2 separate regions of the Triticum aestivum genome follow, and region 1 is linked to region 2. Evidence: chromatin contacts called from public Hi-C data. All regions are on one chromosome and are shown on one strand. Each heading gives the region's core, a stretch centred on a gene start, on an enhancer-like site or on the middle of the called end of the contact. The rest is flanking DNA. Distances are from core to core; before and after follow the strand shown. Region 1 holds the start of LOC123093782 (B3 domain-containing protein Os03g0120900). Region 2 has its middle 35 kb from the start of LOC123093781.

Evidence for each region. A called contact is a pair of places that touch in the nucleus more often than the background predicts.
Region 1: a Hi-C map of leaf shows a contact between it and region 2, with 3 times the contacts expected there. The contact joins the promoter of LOC123093782 here to the enhancer-like site in region 2. A contact is called at or near these places in 2 of 5 Hi-C or Micro-C datasets (both in leaf).

The regions. Positions count from the first base shown.
Region 1 is chr4B:640,916,735-640,921,122 of IWGSC CS RefSeq v2.1, forward strand. LOC123093782 (B3 domain-containing protein Os03g0120900) reads right to left here and starts at 1,997. Exons shown (of 1, transcript XM_044515835.1): 1 at 43-1,997. The coding sequence starts at 1,412. The coding sequence ends at 453.
Region 2 is chr4B:640,838,404-640,842,692 of IWGSC CS RefSeq v2.1, forward strand. No RefSeq gene overlaps it. Among protein-coding and RNA genes, the nearest start is that of LOC123093781, 35 kb to the left of the region's middle. Within about 2 kb of position 1,463, at least 7 of the 8 cell types and tissues checked have an H3K27ac peak or open chromatin away from gene starts, as enhancers often do. A contact at or near this core is called in leaf, where this site is marked.

The sequences.
Region 1 (4,388 bases), core at 747-3,246, 79 kb after region 2:
TAATTTCCCTGTATTTAAGTCCCCAAATGAAAAGAACGAGAGTTCATGCTAAGAAAACTTAATTATAATCAAGCACACAAGGGGAAATTGTGGAAGGAATGCAAATCAGAGCAAATAGAAGAAACCATGCATCAATCAAGATAGAAAGATTTTTTGTTGTTGCTGCTGCCGCTGCTTAAATTGTTCTTTTCGTGTTTCTTCTCACACTGCACTGAACTGGCTAATAATTAAGGAGGGATCATGAGCTATATACCAAAGGAAGAGATTACGAAGAGGCTAGATGCTCCACGCATGCACCGGCGGCCGCCGCCTCCGCCGCATTTGTTTACTTCTCCGATCGACAGGTTAATTTCTCCTTTGCGAACGGCCGGCGGCGACCCCGTTTGTGTCAGAATCTGAGTAGCAGTAGTGGTAGTAGTAGTGGATCGTGCGAACGCCCACACTTTAGCGCTTCACAAGTCAAGATTCAAAGAGCACCTCGCTTTCCCGGACGACGACGATGAGGAGGAGGCCGGTGACAGCAGCTGCAGCGCCGTTGTCGCCGTTCTCCCGGGCCCGCTGAAGTCCTCCTCGGCGTCCGCCGCGCACTCGAGGTTCACCCCGAAGAGCCGCACCCGCTTCGACCCCGACGTCGCCACGGCGGACGGCTCCGGGTGCGCTGGCGCTGCCGCCATGCTCATGCGCACCGGCACCGACTCCAGGACCAGCGACGGGTGCTGGTGGTGGTATTGCTGCTGCGGCTGGTAGTACACCACCTGCCTGCCGGGCGCCGCCCCGTACCCGTCGTACCCGATGTGTCGCCGCTGGTGGTGGTGTTGGTAGGCGTCGTAGTCGTAGAGGGTCGCCGGGGAAGTCGCCTGGAGGAACATCCTGCCGCCAGCGCCGCCGGGTCCGGCCGGGTGCGCCATCCACGGCGAGAAGGGCACAGAGGGGAGAGCAAAGCCCCGGTGGTGCCCGGGTGGGAGGACGACGTCGGGGCGGCGGCGCCAGTCGATGAAGAGCCTGCCCCTGGCGGCCTCCCCGACGCCGCGGCCGAAGGAGACGGTGTCCCCGGCGTCGAGGCGCTTCTCCTTGACGAAGCGGCTCCAGCCCTTGGTCATGACGTAGCTCTGGCTGCTGTTCCAGTAGGAGTAGCGGAAGCGCCACGGCTTGCCGGCGCGGTCCTCGAAGCTGAGCAGGAGGCCCTTGTCGGTGGAGGAGGTGTCGAGCGGGAAGTACTTCTCCGCGTGCTGCTTCGGGATCACCAGCCGGTTCAGCTTGCCCACGTCGCTCGGGGTCACGACCTTGTCGAACATGTGCTCCTTCTCCACCGCCCCCGCCGCCTCCTCCTCGGCCTTATGATCCGCCGTAGGCGGCGGCGAAGAGCATCCGGCAGCGGCCGCGGTGGAGGCCCTGATTGCGGTGAACTCCATGCGCACCGATGGAGGAGAGGTAGGTTAGGTAGATGATGCCTCCTTCCTCCCTTCCCTCCCCTTGCCTGCTTGCTCCTTCTCCTTGACCTTTGACCGGCAGCTAGCTAGCGAGCTGGTGCTCCCCTTCTCCCACTCCCAGTGCTGTGCTGTTACTGTTGTTTATAAGTATAGGATTTGGGTGGGCTTAAAATATTTGGCTAGCTTGGGGGATTGGAATTTAGAATTCTCGGCCGACTGGAATAGGCAGGAGAACCTGTGGAACTGGCTAGGAAGGAGGGGAACAGCTCGATCTGCCTGCTAGAGCTTGGGTTTCTTGCAGGGTCCAGGCAAGAAGAGGAAGCGAAGGAGGAAGAAGGGTGGATGTGAAGGGTGGGGGGTGGGTACTATGAAGGTTCTTGGTGAGAGGCCGGAGGAAGGGGAGGAGGGGGAGAAATGGAGATGAGGCTGCTGGCTCTGGATGGATGGATGCTTGCTTTTGGCTTGCAACCAAAGGTAATTGTCCTAGCTTGCTTAGCTAGTGTGTGTAGTGTGTATGTATGTATGTGTACGTATACGTGTGTAGTTGTGTGTGCAATGTACTGTATGATGGAGGGGTGGGGGAAAGAGTGGGCACAATACATGTAGCTTGCTTTTTAAAGGAGAGGAAGGAGGATGGGGTGTGAGAGCTAGAGAGCTAGCTTGCTAGCTAGCTAGGGTGGGGCCCATTGATTATCTGGTTGAGCTCATGTGAGCTTGTCCTTGTCATGCTATAGGGAGAGCCGTTATGCGAGTTAGGCAGATGATGAGCCCCAAAATGCCAGTTGTTGGATCAGATTTTTCAACATGCATGCTTATTGGTAGGTGTCAAAACAGCTGTATTTTATGCTAGCTCATATTATTACTGGCATACATAATTTGTTTGTGTATGTATGTGTGTGTGTTTGTATGTATGGACTACTGTTTGATTGTTCAAGTATGAAGTTGAGTTTAACCCAAGTGGGCTAGTTAGCTGCATCAAGTGGCTATATTAATTTTGCATTGCAATTTGATGATTTGACCTTCCTGTGCCTCTTCAGAATTTCATTGCGCTTTCAGGTTGAGCTAGATCGGAAGGATATTTGTGCTACATACTTTTGTTTAATTTCCAAGTGTATGTAGTACTACCGTATTATAATAATCAAATAGGCTCATACGTGGAATTAAAACTGGATATGTTATCATGCACAAGCTTAGTCTTATTAGTTGTCTTGTTATTATTACATACAGATGCTAAGTTTGAACTACTCTTGTTGCAACCTGCTGCACACAATTGATCTGCCACTGAAGACCGAACATGCTTGTCTTATTTTGTTGGCATATTAAACTGATCCTCCATTGGTGTATTGCCTTCAACCTCAAAACTTAAGATCCCCAAATAAAATCATGAATGCATCCAGATATAATATTCGCAACGTGAGTCTGTTAAGGGCAATATTTAATTAGTCGACTGTCTCTGAACTTATTTCAGGTTATCTTCTTGCAATTAGAAATTGCCGCTGCAGGGCCAGCTATTGTGGCAGGACAGACAAGATGAGGAGAGAGAGGTCAGCACGGCTGCTCGCCTCTGATTCGGCCCCAGGGGCGAGAAGGCGCCTATTTTATGGGCACACACACTGAGACACATGTGGTGCATACAATAAGGTACAATCTGCAGCTACTTACCAGTAGAGGCATATTTTATAAGGTGCACACACATGTTGCTGGCTGTTCGCTTGGCACATGAGGTGGGCAGATCCTAGTAAAATATATGTCCAGTGGCTGTTTGTTTTCGGGGGGTTTGTCTTTGTTTTGTGGGAGAATCGTGAGGCATTGGGAGGGGTAGTTTACGGCTGGTTAGACTTGCCAAATGGTTTTTCTTGTCTAGCTAGTTTTTATTTGTAAATCAAGTTACCATCTTGTTTTGGTTGTAGCGTGGAAGTTTATGACCAGCAAAGTTAAATTACGACAACTTGTACTTTACTTACGGTTGATGTTCACATTTTTTTAAAATATATAAGGTCCTGGCAAAAGCTAATAGTTTTGGGTCTACTTGAGTTTTAGGTCCGGCCTATGGTCACATGGCAAGAGGTTGTTAAGTGCCGGCCTTAGTGGCTGCTCTCACCCCATTCCGTGTTTAGCCTTCTAGTACATCACTCTGCCCTTGTTTTAGGAGTGATGCGTGTATGTTTTCCAAAAGAAACATGGAGGTCTTAACAAAGCTACATATCCTACGTGGGCACAAAAGGCACCTTTAATTAACTCCATGTACTACATGGGGTTGATGATTTCGACAAGTTAGCATGACAGGGTGCAACCCAAGTGGTCTAGCTCGGTCCATGCCCACTCGGCACACCTAAGTAGAAAATTAAACTTTTTTTTAGTAAACTGAAAAATTCTGCTCCCCGTCTCACTTAGCTATGACTTTTGCCTATATATATGCGAGCAAACCAGAAAGCGCGTTCACGATCTTTTTCTTGACATTGAAGGACATTAGTCTTATAAGTTATAACCAAAATGATTTATAACTCAAGAGTGGGGCTAGTTAAAATTTGGTCAAACATGGATTGGGTTGAGAAATCTCTTTGCTTCTCAACTTTCCAAAAAACCAAGTTGAGCCAAAGATGCATCCCAAGTGACCATAACTTGGGACCAGCCGGCCGCCGGCTCCCTGTGGATTGATTGAGCACTTTGTTGACCATTGGACAGCTTGGTGCATGGGTGTGCATTGCATTTTGCATGCATGGGTATCTCTTCTCAAGTGGGCATATAGCATGTCGATTTAGCAAAGAGGGGAGAAGAGAACGTACTATTCTTTTCTCTTTTGCAAAGCAGCAGCAGGATAGAACTTACGCCTTCCTCTGGGACCTACTACTTTGCACAAGCAACATAATTTTGATCACCGGCGAAGTAGTAAAAATCTTGACGCCCGGTGATTCCCAGAATGGATTGTGTTTAACTATCGAGTACACCAATTCAGAG
Region 2 (4,289 bases), core at 213-2,712:
GGGTTCTCCTCCTTTTCTAAAAAAAGCGATGAAAATGAGGGGCGGTGGCGCAGCCAGAAAAAATGGAAGGAGGGCCGGATGGTGTTAAAACTGATTGGGGAGGGCCAGTCTATAGAAAAGATAGGTTTTTAGCAACAAATAATCACCAACAATGCACTTTTCATCGGCAAATTAGGAGTAAATCACTGATGTTAGGGGGGCAGGCCTCTGGTGGTCCCCATGTCTCCGCCATTGATGAGGGGTCGCCTGTTCCGTTCTGGGCTCGATGGGCAGTCTACACTGAAGGACGGGGTGCTCGTTAGTGAGGTTTAATTGCTCGGAAGTGAAATGCTATCTGGGTGTTGTAATTTACTGGATAATCGAGTCAAAACCGTCTTCTAAGTCTGGATACGAGCATAGGGCAACTCGACTTGCTTATTATTGCAACAGAACAATGGATTGAAAATAGCAGAAGCATTGGGCATAGCAAAGAGGACCTAGCGGGATGAAAAACACAACCAAAACAATACATGTTAAACCAAGTAAATTAAACGTAGTAGCAAGCATTTCATTCTTGTAGAGTGAATAACTGGGTTTTGATGTAACAATCATTTCATAGTTGTGGAGAAAAACAATTGGATTTTGATAGATGTGAAGCACGCGGCACAAGGTAAACTAAGGGAATGGCTAGATGCTAGTCGATTGAGAAACGAATTTGGGCCAGTCGATTTTGTTTCAGCTGTTGGTTGAAAAATAAACGGCGCAGGTTGCTTCTTCTACCTCCAGATTTCTTCTTCCACCCGCGACCGCCTCGCCGCACCGCCTTCCCCTGAACCGCCCCCACCGCCGGTCTTGCCACCACCCCCGGCCCATCTCTCTAGCCCCGGCCACGTCCAGACTTTTTGTCCGGCGAAGCCCCATCACCGCCCACGCTAAACCCTAAGATAGATAATGGGATAGCCCTTTGACGAGCTCCTTCCTTCTTCTTCCTTCATTCAAAATCGACTGACCACAATAGCTAAAGTCAGTCAATTGACATTTAGCAATTGCGATAAACTTACCCATGAGGATGTCCGAACTTCCTCGCCGAGATCCCATGACCGATCGAGCCATCTTGCTCACGATCTCTAGCCACCATTCTTAACCTGCCTGTATTTTTCTATACAAAAATGCTCGGCCTGGGCGCTCGATTCAGGAGGATCACCTGCATGCGGGCTGCAGCCACCTTCGCCTTGCAGCGTAGGATAAGCCAAGGAGTTTGGATCGTCTAGCTTCTTGGGAGCCGCGCGAGCGCAGTCACTGCGCTGTGCGCTGGCTGACAGGTGGTCGCCGAGCAAATCTGGGCCCGCGTCGCAGCGGGTGACATGGTGCGCGCTCGCGGCGGAAGATCCATCCCGCGCGGCAGCAGAGGCCTGCACGCACAGCTGGCCCGGCCCGCGGCGCGTGCAGTTTTGTCCTGAGTATAGGCTTACGTGCACTGGCTTCCTTACCCGCCACTCACTGGCATTCCGGGTCCACAGGGCTGTGGCCCAGCTGGCGGTGGCTGGCAACGCCATGCTCAGAGGAATCAATAGCAGGGAATGAGAGCCTGCGCCGACACTGCCACGCTGTCCGCCGCTGCCAAGGCCACGCCTCCTGCCAGGTGGGCCCCGCGGTGGGGACCCAGAACTTCGCTGCGGGGACACAACAGTTGCTCTTCTGTTCCTACATCCGGAGGCTTTCATGGCTCGTGTACCGGCTGCTGCTGGCCTATCTCTCGTTGTACTTACCGTTGAGGGAGTACTGTGTCGGCACAGTGTGAAATTTTGTGGGAAAAGCTGTAAAAAAATGCAAAAAAAGATAATATAGGGAAGCGAGTTATTTTCACGACTTTTCCTCGAACGATTGTGGTCCCGCTTGGAAAAGTTCATGGTGCTTGTTCGGCTAGTTACCACTTCTTCCAGGAGATCCAAGCCAGAACTCACAATATGGCGCTTTACGCTTTTCTGATCCGCATCAGCCATCTAGTGATCGGCACACGGAGAGCTGAGCGTAGCTCAGTTGGCAAGGCGCGGGAATTCACAGCCAGCCCATCAGGATTCAAGTCTCGGCTTGAGCGTTTGGTGCTAACGGAGTTTTCTTCTATAAAAAAAATGCCAACAGGCTAGTCTAGTCTGGGTTGGTCTCGTTTTTTTAATCGGCACACGAGTTCTAGAAAATCGCAAATTAAGCAAGTGGTTGCAAAGATTTGGCCAAAGGTGGTTGAGCTGTGTGTTTTTCGAGAGAGCCACCCTCATGGTCAGCATGTATGACTGTTTCACCCGCAAAAAATAGAAAGCATGTATGATTGTCACTCATTTGTTCTTGCGTCGAGTGGTTTCCATGGTTTGTGTATTCGGGGAACGTATTCGGTGCACCGGCCCGGTTCATGCACAAAATGCGCCCGGGATAAATGAATGAGCCATTGGATAGAAAACCTAGGGGGGGTGTGATATAGCTGAAGATGGATAGCTGGCACATTTGCAAAATAGTCCTTTTATCCACGCTCATCATCTCACTCTCCCATCAATAAGCATGTCTGTTTTTTTTTCAAACAAAAAGGGTCATATATTTTGAACCAAATGTCTGATTTTGAAACCGTTTGACTTGTTTCAATGAGTTTTTTGAAACAAGATTAATGTCGATGCATTCTCTGTGTACTAGCCCATCCCTACCGTTTAGAAAGAACCATGTTATAATAAGTTCTTTTGCTGGTAGATATAACCAGTAACAAAAACCCGGTATCAGCAAATGAATAAGGTAATTATTTTCGCAACTTGTCGCAAACAATCATGATTTTACTAATAGTGAAAATTCAAGCTACTTGTGTACTTACTTTTTTAGTTGATGTAGTTATCATTTCTGTCCGAGTAGCAAGACCTGAGCTAGAACTTGTGAAGGGATATTTACATTTCTTTGCTTCCCATTAGGCATGTGGTGACCACGGTGTTATTATGTGAGCTTTGTAAAATTCCGTATTCACCGAACGGCAACAACAATATAGAAAGGAACCACGGTTGGGATGCCCAGGTGTATATATCTTTTCTTTTATTTCAGGTGTATATATCTAACTATGTAATAAAATATACTCCCCTGTCCCATAATATAAGATGTTATTAGAACTGATATACAAGTATTCTCACATATCGGTTGTAATAACATACTCATATGTCGGTTCTAAGAACTTCTAACATACTCATATATCGGTTGTAATAACATCTTATATCATCTTATGAACGGAGGGAGTAACAACTGTCCTACTAACAAGTAACATTATAACCCTGAAACTAAAATCTCTACCTATCTCGACACAAATTTAGGGTTCGCTCAACTTGCATCTTGGACAGGCGGAAAAGCGTCGGAAGCCTAGGATACTAACCATCTGATCATCTTTGCCGAAAACTGTTTGACTAGTTGGGCCTATATATATATATCAACATCTGCATCCTTTATTTGCTTTGAGCAATGAACAGTTCTCCCTCACATGACAACACTATGGATGATCCAGTTGCCCCAGACCCCAGTTAAAATTAACCCTCTTTCCAGCGGTGTCCCTGTCCCCCCCACAGGCCACAGTGGGTGTGTGTACCCGTCAATGAGCAAGCCATGAACAGCGCGGAGGCATGGAAGCTTTTTTTGTTCTGCCATTCAGATCCACACTGGAGCGCCCGATCGAGTACACACACTGCGTACAGTACCCTACTGTACACGTAGTTGTCAAGGTCACGGCCTTCACACTTTACAGGTTAACTAATGCATGGAGTACTACCTGCAAATCAATAATTCCTCCCAATCTCATCTGCGTGTCATCGACTGCCAAAATCGCTCGTACCACGCGTGAGAGGGGAAGGAATATGAGACGCTCGCATGCAGCCATCGGCCCATGCATGATTGGGCACGCCGTACACACGGCGTCGGCGTTGCTCTCACTCCGCGTCCGCTTGAAAGCGCCATGTGTGATGAAAAAGCGATGCATGCGCCCTGATTAGCTTTCGTTTTCATGCAGCAGCTTTCTTTGACTAGGCGTGCTCGTGGAGTTTATACACACCACTATTTATGCCAGACACATTGTGTGTGTACATGCATTTTACGTAGCGTAGCACAGTATATATGCAAGTATGCATGTGGGGAAATGAGGATATTTGAGCACGTTTTTTTTTTGCGAGGTGATGTGAGCACGTCTTAGGATCCGACCCCTGGGGGCTTTGCATGTGGAAATTATATGGTGGGCGGCAGAGAAGGCCATAACGTGATGGAGACCTGCCGAAAGTTGAGTACGTATCAGTGTCACA